5 separate regions of the Mus musculus genome follow, and all the other regions are linked to region 5. The links are chromatin contacts, called in public HiChIP or PLAC-seq maps. All regions are on one chromosome and are shown on one strand. The core of a region is the stretch at or near the end of the contact, and the rest is flanking DNA. Distances in the headings are between cores, read along the strand shown.

Region 1 (3,752 bases), core at 1,178-3,677, 670 kb after region 5:
TACCCTAAGTGTCATACTCCTACCTGACTCCATTGTGCACACGCTGGCCAATACTTCCTGTGCCTCTCTCCCTCAGATCACTGGCCCATTGGAGACACCTGTGTTATTTCCAAATTCTGTGAGATTTATTTCTTTGGAGTCTCTCTATGGCTAAGATCATCTTTTACTTGCCTTTCCAGGTCTGAAGTAATAATCCCATTCATATTGTCACAGACAATCCCCCCTGTTCTGAGGCTCAACTGGACTACGCTGCACATAAGTGCATATACATGTGAACCAATGTAGCGCCTCTACTTTCCTTGCTTTGCAAGACCTTCTGCAGCCTGTCAAAAGATTTCCTGATGATGACGGCACAATGCAAAGTCACGGGTGTTCCCTGAGCAGTCTGCAGCAGTTCTTTCTAGCTCCAAATTTTCAGATGTGAGTAATATAGCATGAAGTAACCATGGAAATCAGGGAAGTATAAAGGGAGCATGTGGGGAGGGGCATGAGAAATGCGTAGCAGGACACAGGTGATCTGAAGTGGGAAAGGGAAAACCTACGGGGAAGGGGGGTCAACTGGGAAAATGGTGGGAGGTCAACACAGATGGAGAAAGGGTAGAATAAACCTGGAGGGGGTTTCAATTGGCAAGAAGAAAGGAGGTCCATACAGATGGAGAGGAAGGGCGAGATAAGGAAAACGAATACCAAACCTCATGAAATCATATTATTTTATACTTACTGAAACTTATACACTATATATTATATGCAAACTTAGACAAAAACCACAAGAGCTCTCAACCCCAGAGCTAACTCTCTAGGCCTCGTGATGTTTAACTTTTTAAGTCATTTATTTTTATTTTTGTGCATATGTTGTTGCCATCTTGTATGATGGTGCACCACATGGTTACCCTGGAGACCAGAAGATGTTATTGGTTCCCTGGAACTGCAGTTATAGACAATTATGAACCACTGTGTGCCTGGTGGGGGCTGAACAATGTTCCTTTGCTAGAGAAACAAGTGCCTCTATTTAAAAAATAAATTATTTTTGATAATCTTAGGTAGCACACGTAACCTTAAATTTGACATTTTCTTTTAAATAGGTCTGTTTGATAAATATATTAAATATAAATGTGTATATGTATATATTAAATGCATGCATGTGTGACCTGTGATATAAGCATTTTGCTGTATCACCTCTACCTTCTAAGAAACGGGATCTAAGGTACAAGAAAATGTACTTTTCACACCATAAAATGTAAAATGACATGTTCTTAGTTTCCTGAACATTAATGGCATTGACTAGAAAGTGTCCATATTATTGTAATTATAGTTAGATAATACATAGAAAATACTGGTATTATGATAATGTAGTTTAAAGCCCATGCTTCTTAGGTATAGATTTGAATGCTGTAAGTCAGTCTCCAGCACACAAATCAATTTGACTGAAGTGTGGCAAAAACAGCACAAAGGACAGAGTGAGCAAAGGCTGTATACAAAGCACGGGGTGAGCAGCTGGCTGTATACAAATGCCATGGGGAGCAGACTGTTGTATACAATCACAAGACCTTTAGTGAGCCACATTTCTTCAACCCCATCTCTCAATCTTTCCACACAATACAAATACCTGGGCAACTTATCTCTCCTTTCACAAAAGGAGTCCAAATTTCTGACATCGCAGTCTCTGGTGCAATTGTATGTGGTAATATTCTCTAGTATTTTCCACTCTGCAGTGTTGTAGGATCAGTGATAGCTGGGAAGGTACAAAGCTCAGAGTGCCCCCTCGATGAGAATTTTTTTTTTTTTTTTTTTTTGCCTCATACAGGTGTGTGAATGTGAGGGTTCTGTCACAGTGGGTAAAGGAGTGATTCCTATCCAAAGTGAGCCGCCCTGAAAACAATTTATCACAAAGAAAACGGGACGAACATCCCATACACCAAACTCCCCCGCCAGAACTCACTGTCCTGGAAACTATGAGCCACACGAACTCAAAACAAGAGTCCTGGGCCTGTCATAGAATATGGGAGGGCTCAGAAAAACCCACTTGCTCTAGATTTCCTGAGGGATCTGACAACAGCAATGTGAAAGCTAGTAACAGCAAGCTTCCCCAGCCAAGGTGCTGTGTGAGCTTTCATCACAGCCTGTCTCTGGCATGGTCAGCCAAGCCACCCCTAAGCCTAGATCTGCACTGCACATCCAAATGGGCTTCTCTCCGCCTCCTGCCCAGCCCTCCCCCGCTCCCTGCACGCCGGACCCGCCTACCCGCAGAGTTCCTGGATTTGCAAGTCTAGGCTGCACCCGGGACCAACCTTCATGTTAAGCGCGAAGAACAAGCCACACTGTCCCAACTTTGAGAACACCGCAGAGTTTGGAGAATCACAAACGTAAAAAGAACCCGGAAGCACAGAGAGCAGAGTCCTGTCTAGCGGGGTCATACAGAAAGAGAGAGAGAGACTACATTTCCCAGAAGTCTACGCGAAGGACTACCCGGAACCAAAGAAGGCAAAGAATTTAAAGCGCATGGATTGTATGTAACTGGAATTAGGCTGCTTTTAAAAATCCCAAATTTACAAAGGGCATTTTGAGAATATGAGTCCAGCCTTTAACGGTAATATGTATTAGATTTACTTCTTACTCTGATCAATGCTGTGACTTAAAAAGCTCAGGGGTTCCTAGAATCTTATGGGGGGCAGAAAAAAAATCACATTGAGTCAATTTTACTTTAAAATAACGGAGCAAGAAGCTACTTTAGGGCACACCACAAACTCTTTAGGATAGTTTTTGAAACCAAGTTTCCTGGAAATATTCTGAAATCTCAGCTACTCTGGGGTTTGAGACAGAAGAATCACAAGTCTATGTCCCAAATTACACAGTACCAAAAGAGATGGGGGCTACTCACTGGTGAAGCACTTGCCTGGAGTGAAGGAGGCCTTGGTTTAATACCCATTATGACACTAAATCAAAGAGGAAAAAAAAATAACCGAACAGATTTGATGTGTACACTGAAATCCACGGTTTGGGGCGTGGACTAGGGAACACAGATGTCTCTTACCTATAAGTCCCAGAAACCCTTTGAGATTTTCATCTGTCCTTAGTCCCCTTGTCCACACGTTCCTCCGATATCCGTGTAAACAATTTAACATTTGAGAGAGCTTCACCAGATTCTCTTTCACAATCTCATACAACTATTCACCACCAAATGTTCTTCCTGGCTCCTCTCCCAGTTAGAGGAAAACTGGTCTTGGAATCAGTATGGTGTGTGAACTGACTCCTGACCCACTATCCAACACTCATCATAAGATTTCTCTCTGTATTACTTCGGATCTGCCCTATTCAACTTCCAGTCTCTTTCTGGACTCCTTACATTACTCCCATTCATGTGGAAGTACTTAAAGGTTCTTTTGTTTTGTTTTGTTTTTTGCTTGAAGTTCACTCTATTCCCTCATCTCATAACACAGGAATGAATCTTCCTTTAATACAAAGGTATCAGAAATATGTTCCTGATCATACAGAATGAACTCATTGCAAGAAAGGGGCTGGACTGACACCACGGAGTGATGGGACTCCCTATCTCGTGTGTATGTATTCCTGTACTGGTAACATCTGAGACCCAACGATAAACCCCACGAGAGGAAAGAGTTTGTTTTCGTGCCATGGTCACTGATTCACAATGAGATTACTTCTTGGATGAGAGAGTGGGAAGATCAGATTGTTCTTTTTTTGTTTCATCACCAGAAAGAAATTGTGCTGGGTTTTATATCAATTTGACACAA
Region 2 (4,091 bases), core at 763-3,262, 600 kb after region 5:
GCATGAATCAGGACACATAGCAAGATCCAACAGAAAGCACAAGGAACCACTGAATTCATATGAATCAGTAGAAGCAGCCAAAATCCCACAGAAGTTCTTTGGTGCATTTCTCTCTATGTAGTGAAGACCAGCAGAGCTTTGCAGGTCCTATCAATGCAGAAGCATCCTCTCATTGTCTGTGGGGTGCTATTTATCTTCTTTCTAAATATCACCCACGTTCTCAAGCATCTGCTCTCAGCAAAACATCACATGCCCTCTGACGAGACAGCTTCCAGCAAAACATTACGTGACACAACTGAATTTAAAGAAACTAGAAACTTGCACTTCATCTTCCTGAGTGACTTAGCCCAGAACCAAAAGGATATGCATAATATATACTCACTTATAAGTGGATATTAGCTACGAAGATATCCATGATACAATCAACAGACCCAGACACACTAAATAAAAAGGAGGGCCCAATGGAGGATGCTTGATTCTCACTCTTCCTGAGTGTACAATCATGAAACTGATTCCATGTTAGAGTATGGAATTTGGTTTAAACTAAATCTATGTCCTCAGATCATGGCTACTCAAATTGCTCTGTACTAAACTATTCTCTTAACCTTTCAAGAGGAGAACTGTGCATTTTTGAATGATCATAAACATACTATGTGTAAACCATAAGACCGAAAGTATTTTTCTTTCTTTCTTTCTTTCTTTCTTTCTTTCTTTCTTTCTTTCTTTCTTTCTTTCTTTTCTTTCTTTGAGCATTCTTTTGCTGACACACCAGAAGAGAACATCAGATCCAATTATAGATAGTCGGGAGCCACCAAGTGGTTGCTGGGAATTAAACTCAGGACCTTTGGAAGAACAGCCAGATATCTTAACCACTGAGCCATCTCTCCAGTTCTATCTTACAGCTTTTCAAATACAGTTGAAAAACTTGGGAGAATTTTTTCTAAAACTATTAAGAAGGGTGTGTCAGTAAACATGAATGTCACATTAAGGGATAAAGGAAAATTTAAGAGAGTTCAGACAATGCTGATAACATGAACACAAAGAAGAAAAGCAAGTGAAGAGACAACAATGTACAGACTCTGGCAGATTAGAGAGCAATGTACAGATCCTTGCAGATTAGAGTGCAATGTACAGAGCCTGGAAGATGAGCAGAGCCATTTCCCCCTTCCCTTTCAGACTTTCTAGCCCCCCCTGCCATTTCTCATCACACCAAGTCAAGTCTCTCACATCTGAAAAGGAGTCAAAATTTTGGACACAACACATACTCAGAATTGTTGAGGTATTATTGTCTAGTGATTTTTAATCTTTAGTGTAAAATCCTATTTATTTGGATTGTGCAAACACTGGTTCATACCAACTACAAGATTATTTTGTGGTTTTATATCCATGTATTGTCGCATTCAGGTCACAAAGGTGTCTATTAGAAAATCTTATTTGAATCAGGGCATCCGTGAGTCTAACAATTCGTTCCAAAGGAACAGGAACTAACATCCCACACAACAGTTTGCCCTCCCTCACAGGATTCTTGCTCCTTGGACACTAGGAACTTTAGGAAGCTGTTTGAGCACAAACCAGGAGTGGTGTCCAAGACATAACGTATAGAGGGTGCTACATGTCAAGTGCTCTGTATGTCCTGAGAATCTGACTACAGTCACGTGAGAACGGGCCAGCTAGGTAATGATGAGTGCGCTCTTGTCAGCATCTCAGGAACAGGCAGGCAGCTGACCCAGCCTGCCCTTGCCATCCTGTTGTTTTCAGTCTTTTCCCCTTCAAACCCGTGCCCAGGCGCAGCGGCCCAGCCTAGGTCAGCACAGCATCTCCAGGTCAGCAGCTTCTTGCCTCTCAATAAGCCCGAGCCAGCTCCCTCCGTGCCCTACCTGCCACCCTGCACAGCCCCTCAGACCTGAAAGATGGCGCTGCTCCCTGCACCAACCTCCATGTCAGAAATCCAGATGTAGTGCTGAGGACAACTGCATACATTTGAGGAGTGAAGTTTGAAGAAAGACTAAGGAAGCTCGATTCCGAGGGCCCTTTCTGATGACCTCACAAGGGACGGGACTACACTTCCCACAAGTCAGTTGGAAGGACTTACAGGGACCCACAGAAGAGGTCTTGTGCATTGCCTGCCTTGCAGCCCAGCTCTGGGCAGCTGAAGTTAGAAAAAAACAGGCTGCAGCATGTGGGCAGCCACAGGGAAATTGGGCTTTAAAAAAAGTCTTTGGTCACAGCACGCGATGTTAGCCTGTGAGCTGAGTTTCACAGTAATGTTTATCGCATTTCCTTGTTATCTCTTCTAAAACATTGTGAGTTTAAAGCTCGGATCTTTTTTGTTGTTATTGTTGTTTTTGGTTTTTTAAAAAGCACATCTCTACTTATTAGCATCTTACTACGGAGTGGAAAATTAATGCTTTCATGGTTTACTTAAAATATGAAAAAGGAAGATAATGTAAGAGTGGGCATTATCTCTTTAAGATGTTATCGAAACCATCCCAGGTACTTAAGACAGAATTAGAAATCAAAGTGAGTCACCACCAAGTATTTTCTGAGCACTTGCTTTCCTCCTCTGAATCTCTCCCAAGAGGAGGGGCACAGCTCCTAGGATCACAATGGTGTGTGTACTGGCTCTTCAATTTCCCTCTGTGTTTGGTTTGATGTTCTTTATTGATTTTCCTGTCTCCACTGATCCTGTCATCATTCACATTTGATAATACTTGAACATTACTGGTAGCTGCCTTGTACTTCCCTCACTTCTCCTAAGCAGAACACTGAGATCGTTCCTCCTGGAATATAAAGGTATCAGAAATATGTTCATATCACTGTAAAACGAGGTCGATGTATTAAAGAAGTTAGACTGGAAACTTGGAGTATTGAGAATTCCCATCTTTTCGTGGGAAGGTTTATTCCTGTGTAGTTCATGCTTGAGTTAAAGCTACAAATGGCATTACAGAAAAGATTTCATACTTCCCTGAGGCACAATAATTCAAAAGCAAGCTGTTTCAGAGCAGAGACTGTGCGAAATCCCTAAGTAATAAAAGGATTGTCTCTGAATCCTTTGGGTGAGAGCAAGGATTTAAGGTAAACTTCCTTTAAGAAGCATTAGTTAATAAAATACTTTCCACTTAGGAAACAATATACACTGAAAGATTAAAACTCTTGGCTTCAAGTATAGAAGCAGAAACAATAAAAATTTTTCTTACATAAGGTAAAGTTACATTAGCCATACCTAGAGGCAAAATTTTCTAGTGATTACAGTTCACCTGAAGCAAAACTCTTTGAATTTAAGCATTATTTTAAACATCTGAATAGATCTGCAACACTGTTAAAAAGAAATTTTCTTGGACACAGGGAAAAACTTTCTCAGGCACTGTTTGCAAAACACAAGAAGGCCACAAGCCGCTCTGGGGCTGCCCAGAGCCCTGCATTGACTCAAAGGTAAAATACTTTTTTTAATCTGAGCATCTTGGCCCTCCTGTAATAAGGACCAATTCTAGAGGAACAATGTAACCGTCTACGCCTCTAAAGTTTGATACTCTTTCTTAAGATGACTTACAGTTAAAATGTTCTTCACAACTTTAGTGTTGTGAAAAAATTGCCCGTACTGCAGTTTCCTGCCAGGCAGCAACTATAGCCAAAGTGATTGTCTAATCTATTCACAAAGACAAACATAACTAGATAACTCTGTCACAGTTTTGTATGAAGTGAGCTGTATTAGTGCTTTCAAAAGATGATTACTCTTGTAATAATCTTAATTAACAATATATGGGTGAGTAGAAAATCTTAAATTTGCAATGAAACTGCAGGCTGAAGTCAGTGGAACTCTGGCAGTTTTAACCATAATTTTTAAGTTTCTTGTGCAAGGTTAGGATAATACCTACAACCTTGGGAAAGCAAAACCCAAGTTTAAAACAATTTATCATCTTTAAAATCAATATTAGAAGCATTACTATCCCATTACGAAGTTTGGATGCCAATTAATACTTATGAATACCTATTAAAGCAAGCTTTACTGCTTTAATAAAGAGGCATTGTTTTAGATCTTATCTTAAATTTTACTATTTAGGATAGGAACCACATTAATTATTATCTAAACT
Region 3 (4,196 bases), core at 493-2,992, 730 kb after region 5:
GGTGGCATTTTGGGAGAGCAGACCTCTTGCCACACCACCTCCAGTAGGATCTGTGTTACAAGTTCCACAGACTAAGGCAATTGACCTCAAAAGGGGGAGGCCTCCTGGAACCAGTTGTTGAACTCTTCACCAGAGAAAAAATTTTGAGTCGTAGTTCTCATGTCAATCTATCTGTTTTGTTTTCTCTTATTCCTTTTCTTATTTATATGTTCCTGGTAGCCTAGGCCAAGATCTTAAGTGAGAATAATGGGTAAGAAATAATCCCTAGAGATTGGGCCACTAACATGACCTTAACCCCAGGGAAACCAACACTTTACTTTCTAAATCATTTACAAAATTATTATGATAAAAACTTTCCCAACAATAAAATTTCATATGGCTACACATGTGTCATCGGAGGTGGATTTTGGTATATGTTAAAGAAAGCCTTAATTAGGAAGAATTAAAGTAGTTTAAATTTATACACTGAAGATTATAAAAAATCAGGCACTAGATGTTAAATAATTCCATGGGGCTGGAAAGTTAGTTTAGCACTGATCATTAAAGATTTATTAACCTGCTCCTAGAAATATGCCACTAGCTTTGGACGGCAGCCCCCACTGGATACATCCTTTTAGAATTGTTATATTTTGATGATTTATGATGATGTTACCTGTTCTGTTTGCAATGCACTGAATACATGGTTTCAGAGTTGTAATGCTTGGATGATTTTTCTACTTTACTGTGCCAAATGATTTTTGTTGGTATCTGTGAATGTTTCATTTGGATGTAGTTTCTAAGAGATGTAATGTTTAGTTTTTTAATGTATAATATCTCCTGCTTGAGAGCTGCAGAATACACTCAGATTCAAACTGCCTATGTGTTTGTTTCTATTTGTCACTGTCAAAACCTTATCCACCTAGCTTCAAGGACCCTCATTCCAGGGACCCTCATACTTGACTGTGGTGCTCCGCGGCAATCTCTTATGATAGAAATCCTATGATGAGTGATGAATAGTGTGTCAAGAGTCAGTTCACTGGCCATATTGAGCCCAAGATCAGTTTTCCTCCCATTGAGAGTAGAGCCAGGAGCTGGAAGAACATCTGGTGGTGAATAGTTGTGTGAGATTGTGAAAGAGAATCCGGTAAAGCTCTGGCACAGCTCTCTCAAATATTAAATTGTTTACACGGATTAATTGAGGAACGTGTGGACAAGGGACTAAGGACAGAAGAAAATCTCAAAGGGTTTCTGGGGCTTATCGGTAAGAGATATCTGTGTTTCCTAGCCCATATCCGCCCCAAACTGTGGATTTCAGTGTACACACCAAAATTGTTCTGTTTTTTGTTTTTGTTCTCCTCTTTGATTTAGTGTCATAATGGATGTTAAACCTAGGCCTCCTTTACTCCAGGCAAGTGCTTCACCAGTGAGTAGCCCCCCATCTCTTTTGGTAGTGTGTAATTTGGGACATAGACTTGTGATTCTTCTGTCTCAAACCCCTGAGCTTTTTAAGACACAGCATTGATCAGAGTAAGAAGTAAACTTAATACACATTACTGTAAAAGGCTGCACTCATATTCGCAAATTGCCCTTTGTAAATTTGGGATTTTTAAAGGAGCCTAATTCCAGTTAAATACAATCCATGACCTATAAACCCTCTGACTTCTTTGGTTCAGGGCAGTCCTTCGCATAGACTTCTGGGAAATGTAGTTTCTCTCTGCATGACCCCGCTAGACAGGACTCTGCTCTCTGTGCTTCCGGGTTCATTTTGCATTTGTGATTCTCCAAACTCTGCGGCGTTCTCAAAGTTCGGACAGTGTGGCTTGTTCTTCGCGCTTAACATGGAGGTTGGTCCCGGGTGCAGCCTAGACTTGCAAACCTCATGAACTCTGAGGTTGGGCGGGTCCGGCGTGCAGGGAGCCGGTGAGGGCTGGGCGGGAGGCGGAGAGAAGCCCACTTGGATGTGCAATGCAGATCTAGGCTTGGCCAGAGTGCAGGGGTGGGGCGCACGCACGGTGCCAGGAGCGAATGCTCTGTTAGGACGGAGCGACTGCCAGAGTCAATCATGTGTTTCAGGGACCTGAGAGGTGGCCTGCTAGTGCAAGAATGGAGATCGGAAAGCTTGAATCCTGTCTAGTGACGTCATGATTAGAGGGACTGCATTTCCCACAAGTCTATGCGAAGATCTCCAAAAGAGCGCTATTGCCCAAGGCTTTTCAATACCTTTAGGCTACTTTTAAAATACCAGATTTAAAGAGGTTGTTGTAGGAATATGATTCCACCTTTCAATGTCACTGTGTATTGAGTTTACGTCTTACTTTGATCGATATGTTGTGACTTTAAAAGCTCAGGTGTACCTAGAATCGTATGGCAGGAGGGAAAATGCACATTGACACAATTTTACCTTATGATAATGGAGCAAGGAGCTACACTGAGACACACCACATGGCTAGAGCAGGGTGGCTTGGCTGATCGTGCGGAAGCAGGCTATGATGAGAGCGCACACAGCCCCTTGGCTGGGGAAGCTTGCTGTTACTAGCTTTCACATTGCTATTGTCAGATCCCTCAGGAAATCTAGAGCAAGTGGGTTTTTCTGAGCCCTCCCATATTCTATGACAGGCCCAGGACTCTGGTTTTGAGTTCGTGTGGCTCATAGTTTCCAGGACAGGGAGTTCTGCGGGGGAGTTTGGTGTATGGGATGTTCGTCCCGTTTTCTTTGTGATAAATTGTTAGTTTTCAGGGCGGCTCACTTTGGATAGGAATCACTCCTTTACCCACTGTGACAGAACCCTCACATTCACACACCTGTATGAGGCAAAAAAAAAACAAAAAACAAAAACAAAAACAAAAAAAACAAAAAACAAAAAACAAAAAAACAAAACCAAAACCAAAACCTCATAGAGGGGGCGCTCTGAGCTTTGTACCTTCCCAGCTATCACTGATCCTATAGTACAGACTGGAAAATACTAGAAGATATTAACTCATAAAATTGCACCAGAGACTGCGATGTAAGAAATTTGTTTTCTTGTGGAAAGATTGAGAGATGAAGTTGAAGAGCTGTGGCTCACTCATGGAACTGTGATTGTAAACAGCTGGCTGCTCATCCCGTCCTTTGTATACACGTGTCTCCTCACCCTGCCATTTGTGCTGTTTTTGCCACACCAGTCAAATTGATTTGTATGCTGGAGACTGACTTACAGCATTAAAATCTATACCTAAGAAGCATGGGTTTAAACTACATTATCGTAAATACTAGTATTTTCTATGTATTTTTTTAAGATGTATTTATTTTTATTATATGTAAGTACACTGTAGCTGTCTTCATACACTCCAGAAGAGAGAGTCAGATCTCATTATATATGGTTGTGAGCCACCATGTGGTTGCTGGGATTTGAACTTCGGACCATCGGAAGAGCAGTCAGGTACTCTTACCCACTGAGCCATCTCACCAGCCCTCTATGTATTATCTAACTATATTAAAATAATATGGACACATTCTAGTCAATGCCACTGTCATCATTTGTATATTCTTGGATCAGGGAGTGGCACCATTTGGAGGTGTGGCCTTGTTGGAATAGGTGTGACCTGGTTGGAGTAGGTGTGTCACTGTGGGTGTGGGCTTAAGACACTCACTCTAGTTGCCTGGAAGTCAGTCTTCCACCCGCAACCTTTGGATGAAGATGTAGAACTCTCAGCTCTGCCTGTGCCATGCCTGCCTGGATACTGCCATGCTCCCACCTTGATGATTATGAACTGAACCTCTGAACCTGTAGGCCAGCCCCAAGTAAATGTTGTTTTTATAAGACTTGCCTTGGTCATGGTGTCTGATCACAGCAGTAAAACCCTAAGACAGAAGTTGGTACCAGGAGTGGGGTATTGCTGTGATAGGCCTGACCATGCTTTTATTTAAAAGAATGTGGATTTTGGGACTTTGGATTTGGAACAGAGTGGATTGCTTTAAATGGGGCTTAATGGATCATTATGGTAGGAATATGGAAGACTTTGTTGCTGTGAGTAATTTGAACTGTGTTGACCTGGCCCAAGAGATTTCAAAGGAGAAGTATTTCAGTATGTGGCATAAAGACTGTTTTTGTGGTATTTTGGTGAAGAATGTGGCTACTTTTTGCCCTTGTCTGAAAAGTCTGCCTGAGGCTAAGGTGAAGAGACTTGGATTAATTGCATTAATTGCATTGACAAAGGAAGTTTCAAAAAAGTCCAGC
Region 4 (3,899 bases), core at 891-3,390, 560 kb after region 5:
TAACTAGGAAATGTTTATTTATTCTAGATGTGGTTGCAAACTCATTGAAAATTCCAGTAGCTAGGACAAGGTGGTCTGAAGCCCATGCTTCCTGACAGTAGACTTGAATGCTGTAAGTCAGGCTCCAGCTCTGGCTCACAAACACTTGGTTTGACTGAAGAGTGATAATATAAGCAAGATCCCCTGAGATAGGGGAGGGGCTGTGGAGGAGAAATCCTGAAAACAAAAAACAAAAACAAAAAACCAAACAGACAAAAAAACCTGTGTGTATTCTGTGAATGCAAAACTCTTGTAAGGAGTCTGTGGGTGCAGAGTCTGATGGCCCACGTGGAAGTTCACTGAGAGGCAGAGCCTGGAATTCTGCAGGTTTAGGGTTAGCTGTCTTACCTTGGGCTGGTTTTACCTTCAGGGTCAGTCCTTGCCTCACTCTGTAGTCGGCCACACAGCTTGTGACAATAGATAAAAACCTCCCAGAATCCACTGACTAGGCAGAACATGAGCTTCTATCAATCCAAAAGCTAAAATCTCATCAGATGGTATCTTAGACATTGAAAATATCTCCAATGTCTCATAGTGCATGCCTCTATCAGACTCACACCAATGTATTTCAAATTTTCCTTGGTCAATGACATTATTTGTTCTGTACAACCATGAAACTGGTTCCATGTTGGAGTATGGAATTTGGTTTAAACTAAATCTATGTTCTTAGATCATGGCTACTCAAATAGCTGTGGACTAAACAATTCTCTTAGCCCTTTAAGAGGAGAACTGTGCATTTTTACATGAACATAAACCTACTATGTGTAAATCATAAGACCCCAAGAGTGCCACGGCTTTTGAAATTTATATTACAACTTTTCAAAATATTTATTTATTTATTTATATGAGCATTCTTTTGCTGACATACCAGAAGAGAACATCAGATCCAATAATAGACGGTTGGGAGCCAACAAGTGGTTGCTGGAATTAAACTCAGGACCTTTGGAAGAATAGGCATGCTCTTAACCAATAAGCCATCTCTCCTTCCCTATCTTACAGCTTTTCAAATACAGTTGAAAAAATTGGAGAATTCTTTCTAAAACTATTAAGGGTGTGTCACTAAACCTGAATGTCACATTGAGGGACAAAAGAAAATTTAAAAGAGTTCAGACACTGCTGATAACGTGAACTCTAGGAAGAAAAGCACGTGAAGAGACAACAATGTACAGAGTCTGGCAGATTAGAAAGCAATGCACAGAGCCTGGCAGATGAGCAGAGGCATTTCCCCCTTCCCTTTCAGACTTTCCAGTGCCACCCTGTGATCTCTCATCACCCCAAGTCGTCTCTCACATCTGAAAAGGAGTCAAAATTTTGGACACAACACATACTCAGAACTGTTGAGGTATTATTGTCTAGTGATTTTTAATCTTTAGTGTAAAATCCTATTTATTTGGATTGTGCAAACACTGGTTCATACCAACTACAAGATTATTTTGTGGTTTTATAGCCATGTATTGTCGCATTCAGGTCACAAAGGTGTCTATCAGAAAATGTGATTTGAATCAGGGCATCCGTGAGTCTAACAATTCATTCCAAAGGAACAGGAACTAACATCCCACACAACAGTTTGCCCTCCCTCACAGGATTCTTGCTCCTTGGACACTAGGAACTTTAGGAAGCTGTTTGAGCTCAAACCAGGAGTAGTCTCCAGGACATAACATACAGAGGGCGCTACAAGTCCAAGTGCTCTGTATGCCCTGAGAATCTGACTACAGTCACGTGAGAACGGGTCAGCTAGGTAATGATGAGTGCGCTCCCGTCAGCATCTCGGGAACAGGCAGTCAGCAGACCCAGCCTGCCCTTGCCATCCTGTTGTTTTCAACCTTCTCCCCTTCAAACCCGTGCCCAGGCGCAGCGGCCCAGCTTAGGTCAGCACAGCATCTCCAGGTCAGCAGCTTCCTGCCTCTCAACAAGCCCGAGCCAGCTCCCTCCGTGCCCTACCTGCCACCCTGCACAGCCCCTCAGACCTGAAAGAAGGCGCTGGTCCCTGCACCGAACTCCATCTCAGAAATCCAGATGCAGCGCTGAGCAGGACAACTGCATACATTTGAGGAGTGAAGTTTGAAGGAAGAATAAGGAAGTTCGAGTCCGATGGCCCTTTCTAATGACGAAACAGGAACCAGGACTACACTTCCCACAAGTCAGTTGGAAGGACTTACAGGGACCCCACCTAAGATGTCTTGTGCATTGCCTGCCTTGCGGTCCAGCTGTGGGCAGCTGAAGTTGGAAAGAACTAAGCTGCAGCACATGGGCAGCCACAGGGAAAGTGGGCTTTTAAAAAAGTCTTTGGTTACAGCAAGCGATGTTAGCCTGTGAGCTGAGTTTCACAGTAATGTTTATCACATTTCCTTGTTATCTCTGCTAAAACATTGTGAGATTAAAGCTTCGATCTTTCTTTCTTTTTTTTTTTTCCCCTTGGTTTTTTAAAGCACAGATTTACTTATGGAATATTACTACCGAATGGAAAATTCATGCTTTCATTGTTTATTTAAAATATGAAAGCAGGAAGTTAATGTAGGAGTGGGCATTATCTCTTTAATATGCTATCAAAACCATCCCAGGTGCTGAAGACAGAATTAGAAATCAAACTGAGTCACCACGAAGTGTTTTCTGAGCACTTGCTTTCCTCCTCTGAATCTCTCCCAAGAGGAGGGGCAGAGCTCCTTGGATCACAATGGTGTGTGTACTGGCTCTTCAATTTCCCTCTGTGTTTGGTTTGATGTTCCTTATTGATTTTCCTGTCTCCACTGATCCTGTCATCATTCACATTTGATAATACTTGAACATTACTGGTAGCTGCCTTGCACTTCCCTCACTTCTCCTAAACAGAACACCGAGATAGTTCCTCCTGGAATTCAAAGGTATCAGAAATATGTTCATATCACTGTAAAATGAGGTCGATGTATTAAAGAAGTTAGACTGGAAACTTGGAGTATGGAGAATTCCCATCTTTTCGTGGGAAGGTTTATTCCTGTGTAGTTCATGCTTGAGTTAAAGCTACAAATGGCATTACAGAAAAGTCTTCATACTTCCCTGAGGCACAATAATTCAAAGCCAAGCTGTTTCAGAGCAGAGACTGTGCAAAATCCCATTCCAATTTTTCTTCTCTAGGGAGTGTGTTTGCCTAGGGATCAGAACAGATTCCTTAACTTAGAAAAACTAGAGTCAACAAGCAGTACATTCACCTGGACATTTGATTGGCATGTCTGTTTAGAATGAGGTCATGAGTGGTCTGTCATCCCCCTGATGGCTGTAGTGAAGGGCATTGCCAACAACCAGAAGGACTTAACATTTCTGAGCATAGTTAGTTTTCCAATATGTGTATGTGTTGAGGTTTGGTATGTTGCTATGTATTGTAATACTAAATTTTATATCTGAAGGTCTAAGCTTACCATGGACCTCTCACATTTAAAAGGTTCTGTTGTGCAAACCTTGTTCCTTGATTGAAAACTATTAGTTAAATCAAATTTGGTACAGCCTATTACTGGAAGGACTAGAAGTAGGTGGCTTTTGAGTTAGGTGGTATGGGGTGGAGAAGAGAGAGAAGGAAAAGAGGCCAGGAAAAGGAGGAAGAATGGGTGAAGAGGATGAGCTGCCATGGGGGGGGGGTGTACATGGCTGGGAGAAACATTAAGTATCTGAAGTACACCACTGGGAAGGTAGCCAAGAAAGCAGTTAGAGGAAGAGTAAATTAGGGGTTGAACCCCAGTACTTGTCAAAGCCAGATGAAATAACCTCGAGTCTGAACCTCTTTTACTTGTAAGCTAGTTAGGGATAAGCCCTTATGAAAGAAAACATTTAATTGGAACTGGCTTACATTTTCAGAGAGTCAGTTCAATATCATCATGGTAGAAAGCATG
Region 5 (4,390 bases), core at 454-2,953:
TAACCATCAAGGAAATCAAAACAACTTTGAGATTTCTTCTTACTACAGTCAGAAAGGCTAAGATCAACAAAACAACTGACAAAAAAAATCCTGGGAAGGAGTGGAAAAAAATGAACCTCCCAGTCACTGTTGCTAAGACTGCAACTTGGTACAGCAACTCTGGCAATCAGTATGGAGAACCCACAAAAAGCTAAAAGAATAAGTCAACATAAGACTCAGCATATGCCCAAAGGACTGTATTTCCTGCTTCCACCTCCCAAATGCAGATGTAACAGGAAACAGCACAGCATACACTGATGTTTTATTTTCAATCATAGATCTGTTTAAGAAATATATTAAGTAAAAGTGTAGATAGACAGACAGATAGATAGATAGATATCAAACATCTATGTGTTGTGACCTATAATATAATTGTGCTTATTGCTGTATCACCTCTACATTGTAGGAAACGAGATTTAAGGTACAAGAAAATGTACTTTTCACACCTTAAACAGTGTAAAACGGCACATTCTTAGTTTCCTGCAGATTAGTGACATTAATTAGAAAATGTCCATATTTTAATGATTGTTAGATGATACATAGAAAGTATTGGTATTGATGTAGTTTAAAGCCCATGCTTCTCAGGTATAGATTTTAATGCTGTAAGTCAGTCTCCAGCACACAAATCAATTTGACTGAAGTGTGGCAAAAACAGTACAAATGTCAGGATGAGCAGCGGCTGTATACAAAGGGCAGGGTGAGCATTGGCTGTATACAATCACAGGACCCTGAGTGAGCCACAGCTCTTCAACTTCACTCTCAATCTTTCCACACAACACCAAATTTCTGACATCGCAGTCTCCGGTGCAATTGTATGTGGTAATAATCTCTAGTATTTTCCACTCTGCAGTGTTGTAGGATCAGTGATAGCTGGGACAAAGTTCAGAGTGCCCCCTCGATGAGATTTTTTTTTTTTTCCTCATACAGGTGTGTGAATGTGAGGGTTCTGTCACAGTGGGTAAAGGAGTGATTCCTATCCAAAGTGAGCCGCCCTGAAAACTAACAATTTATCACAAAGAAAACGGGACGAACATCCCATACACCAAACTCCCCCGCAGAACTCACTGTCCTGGAAACTATGAGCCACACGAACTCAAAATCAGAGTCCTGGGCCTCTCATTGAATACGGGAGGGCCCAGAAAAACCCACTTGCTCTAGATTTCCTGAGGGATCTGACAACAGCAATGTGAAAACTAGTTAACAGCAAGCTTCCCCAGCCAAGGTGGGGTATGAGCTCTCATCACAGCCTGCCTCTGGCACGGTCAGCCAAGCCACCCTGCTCTACCAACCCTAGACTTTCCAGTCTCCATTCTCGCAGTAGCAGGCCACCTCTCAGGTCCCTGAAACACATGATTGACTCTGTCAGCCGCTCTGTCCTAACAGAGCAATCACTCCTTGCACCGTGCGTGCGCCCCACCCCTGCACTCTGGCCAAGCCTAGGTCCGCACTGCAGGACCACGTGGGCTTCTCTCCGCCTCCCGCCCAGCCCTCCCCGGCTCCCTGCACCCCGGGCCCGCCCACCCGTATAGTTCATGAGGCCTGCAAGGCTAGGCTGCAGCCGGGACCAACCTCCATGTCGAGCGCGGAGCGCAAGCCACACTGTTCCAACTTTGAGAAAGCCGCAGAGTTTGGAGAAACACAAAAGCAAAATGAACCGGAAGCACAGAGGAGTAGAGTCCGGTCTAGCGGAGTCATGCTAAGAGAGACTACATTTCCCAGAAGTCTACGCGAAGGACTGCCCTGAACCAAAGTCAGGGAGAACTATTTATAGCCTGTCACTGGATTAGGCTGCTTTTTAAGTCTCAAATTTACAAAGGTCTTGTGGGAATATAAATCCAGCCTTTGACGGCAACTTGTATTAGGTTTACTTCTTACTCTGATCAAAGACGTTACCTAAAAAGCTCTGGGGTTCCTAGAGTCTTTTGGCAGGAGGAAAACTCATTGACTCAATTATACTAGATTTAAAATAAAAACCATCAGCAGCTCCTGCCTCCGGGTTCCTGCCCTCTTTGAATTCCAGCCTTGGCTTCTTCCAATGGACAGCAATCCAGGTTATGTAAACCAAATAAACTCTTTTCTCCTGTGATTTCTATTCTTGGTACTTGACTACATCTAGAATTAGATGGAATCCAGAAGAAATACAAGGGACACCTTTGAGGGATTTTTGTTTGTTTGAAGTGGGTGGATCCACTTCTAGTCATGACTTGTGAGGTAGATGTTGTGGGTTGCCCTGGTGCTGTTTGTATTCTGATGTTAATTCAGCTTCCTCAAGAGGGGTTGCCCCTGAGAGGAGTGGATCACATACTCAGGTGATTTCCTGTGAACCTTCTCCCCATTCTAACTGGTCAAATAAAGACTAGAGCCTGTGATTGGGCAGTGGAAGGGAAAGGTGGGGCTAGAGGTTTTAGGAAGTGAGGGAAGAGTAGGGAGCGAGGGAGGAAGAAGACTGAGGAAGAGAAGATAAGAGGAAGATGGAGCAGAACCACAAGGCCCTGAGAGGCAGCAAATAATGTGGGATCTCACAGCTGGGGAATAGAGTAGTGTAGTGATAAATCTGCTCAGTCTAAGCGTGCAGCTTGTAAATAATGTAACTGAGTTGTGTGGTTTTTGCATAGACTTATTGGGGTATCAGGGTTGGGGAATTACTGCAACAGGTGGAAATACATGCCTTTAATTCCAATCCTGAGGTGGGAAGATAACAATTTTAATCTGGACCACACCTTCTGCTGGAAGTCTATATAACAGCAATTTTCTCTTTTTTCTCTTCCTTCCTTCCTTTTTTTTTTTTTTTTTTTTTTCTTTTCCGAGACTGGGTTTCTCTGTGTAGCCCTGGCTGTCCTGGAACTCATTTTGTAGACCAGGCTGGCTTCTAACTCAGAAATCTGCCTGCCTCTGCCTCCCGAGTGTTGGGATTAAAGTCATGTGCCACCGCGCCCTGCTATAAAGCAATTTTCAACATGCAAGTTATGACCCCTTGAGGGTCAAACAACCCTTTTCAGGGGTTGCTTAAGATCATCTGCATATCACATAGTTACATTACAATTCATAACAGCAAAATTAGTGATAAAATATCAAAAAATAATTTTATGGTTGGGGAGTCACAACATGAGGAACTGTATTAAGGGCTCACAGCATTAGGAAGATTGAGAACCACTGCTACATAGATACGGAAGATGGAAGCTTTTGCTCTTTGTCTGCTTGCTGTTACCTAGCAAGTCCGTTCCCTCATGGGCATTATAGCTACATCTTTGGGATTCCAGCATATACCGAGCACCAGCTTGTGGACTGAGCAAACTACTGGAGTCTTAGACTTTCTATGCTCTGCTCTGCCAGCCAACATCAGATTAGCTGGACAACAGTCTGTAAGTCATTTGAATAAATCCCCCCATACACACACACACATACATACATACATACATACATACATACATACATACATACATACATACATACATTTTATAAGTTGTTACTCTAGAGAGCCCTAATACACTCCCCCAACTCGCTTTTGGTCATGATCTTTCCTCATAGAAATAGTAATCCTAACTAAGACAGAAGTTGGTACCAGGATTGTGGGGCACTGACCAGATAGACCTGACCTTATTTCAGGGAGGATAGTGGAAGGATTTTGGAACTTTGGGCTAGAAAAGCTCTTGAGTGTTCTATGGGATCCTTCAAGATAAGAATCTTCAGAGAAATACAGAGGACAAGGGTTGTCAGGTGAAGATCCAGACAACCAGAGGGAAGTGTGAGAATCTCTCAAAGACTCTGGGGGGGGGGGGTGGGTTTGAATATTTTGAGTTAAGCATCTGTGGTTCTTAGCTGGAGCTGAAGAATCTGCTGTGATTAGCAAGAGACCAGAAGCACTAAAGTCAAACCTTTGTTTTACTGGGATAATTGATACTGGAGAACGTTATGTAGTTCATGTCCACCAGGAAAAGACTCCCAGACTCGACTCAGATTATTTTTTGGGCAATTGATTAAAGCTGCTAACAGGACCACAGTCTCTAACCCAAATGTGCCCAGAGGTGGGGAAAATAAGGCCTTCAAAGGCAAAAACCATGAGAGCTGTTCTGCTCTGTCAAGATTAGGTGATTGATCAACGTTACCTCAAAATAGAGTTTGAATGACTGTGTAAGCAAGTTAGAGAAATCAAATCAGCTGTTAGGCCTTTCTCCATGGGCCCCAATGGCTTACTACCCTTTTACAAGGAACTGTTGCCAGTTAGGAAGGTGTTGGCTTGTTCATGTAGGGAGATTCCTGATCTTAAAAAGAATGTTGGGAGCTGCTCAGTCCATCCTCCAACAGTTTCTGCACGGAATTTGGCATTTCTTTAATAGTCCTGTTAGTTCTA

The links. HiChIP or PLAC-seq counts read pairs in DNA pulled down with a chosen protein or histone mark.
Region 1: a contact with region 5 is called in an H3K4me3 HiChIP or PLAC-seq map of stem cell-derived neural progenitor cells, with 24 times the contacts expected there. The contact joins the promoter of Zfp85 here to the promoter of Zfp708 in region 5. A contact is called at or near these places in 6 of 39 promoter capture datasets (the HPC-7 cell line, cranial neural crest, frontonasal cranial neural crest and 3 more), 6 of 484 Hi-C or Micro-C datasets (CD4 T cells, the G1E-ER4 cell line, cerebral cortex and 2 more), 4 of 115 datasets of contacts at active chromatin or transcription factors (bone marrow-derived macrophages, embryonic stem cells and stem cell-derived neural progenitor cells) and 4 of 9 other capture datasets (adipose tissue, liver, macrophages and 1 more).
Region 2: an H3K4me3 HiChIP or PLAC-seq map of stem cell-derived neural progenitor cells shows a contact between it and region 5, with 5 times the contacts expected there. The contact joins the promoter of Zfp738 here to the promoter of Zfp708 in region 5. A contact is called at or near these places in 3 of 39 promoter capture datasets (cranial neural crest, embryonic stem cells and second pharyngeal arch cranial neural crest), 2 of 115 datasets of contacts at active chromatin or transcription factors (pro-B cells and stem cell-derived neural progenitor cells) and 1 of 9 other capture datasets (liver).
Region 3: a contact with region 5 is called in an H3K27ac HiChIP or PLAC-seq map of double positive thymocytes, with 4 times the contacts expected there. The contact joins the promoter of Zfp273 here to the promoter of Zfp708 in region 5. A contact is called at or near these places in 3 of 39 promoter capture datasets (the C10 cell line, embryonic stem cells and liver), 27 of 484 Hi-C or Micro-C datasets (the G1E-ER4 cell line, the N1E-115 cell line, bone marrow-derived macrophages and 14 more), 29 of 115 datasets of contacts at active chromatin or transcription factors (CD8 T cells, DN3 thymocytes, the NIH/3T3 cell line and 16 more) and 5 of 9 other capture datasets (adipose tissue, embryonic stem cells, liver and 2 more).
Region 4: a contact with region 5 is called in an H3K4me3 HiChIP or PLAC-seq map of bone marrow-derived macrophages, with 5 times the contacts expected there. The contact joins the promoter of Zfp729a here to the promoter of Zfp708 in region 5. A contact is called at or near these places in 1 of 484 Hi-C or Micro-C datasets (LSK cells), 3 of 115 datasets of contacts at active chromatin or transcription factors (bone marrow-derived macrophages, cardiomyocytes and stem cell-derived epiblast-like cells) and 2 of 9 other capture datasets (adipose tissue and macrophages).

Annotation. Positions count from the first base shown.
Region 1 is chr13:67,752,775-67,756,526 of GRCm38.p6, forward strand. It overlaps Zfp85 (zinc finger protein 85), which reads right to left and starts at 2,428. Exons shown (of 4, transcript NM_001001130.3): 1 at 2,289-2,428. The coding sequence starts at 2,294. It overlaps Zfp85os (zinc finger protein 85, opposite strand), which reads left to right. Exons shown (of 3, transcript NR_027969.1): 2 at 214-420; 3 at 1,805-3,752.
Region 2 is chr13:67,681,500-67,685,590 of GRCm38.p6, forward strand. It overlaps Zfp738 (zinc finger protein 738), which reads right to left and starts at 2,013. Exons shown (of 4, transcript NM_001001187.3): 1 at 1,904-2,013. The coding sequence starts at 1,939.
Region 3 is chr13:67,812,074-67,816,269 of GRCm38.p6, forward strand. Zfp273 (zinc finger protein 273) reads left to right here and starts at 1,743. Exons shown (of 4, transcript NM_198322.3): 1 at 1,743-1,823. The coding sequence starts at 1,818. All of the region lies in intron 2 of 4930525G20Rik (RIKEN cDNA 4930525G20 gene), which reads right to left.
Region 4 is chr13:67,635,641-67,639,539 of GRCm38.p6, forward strand. Zfp729a (zinc finger protein 729a) reads right to left here and starts at 2,141. Exons shown (of 4, transcript NM_183146.4): 1 at 2,007-2,141. The coding sequence starts at 2,042.
Region 5 is chr13:67,079,842-67,084,231 of GRCm38.p6, forward strand. Zfp708 (zinc finger protein 708) reads right to left here and starts at 1,704. Exons shown (of 4, transcript NM_001012448.2): 1 at 1,609-1,704. The coding sequence starts at 1,614.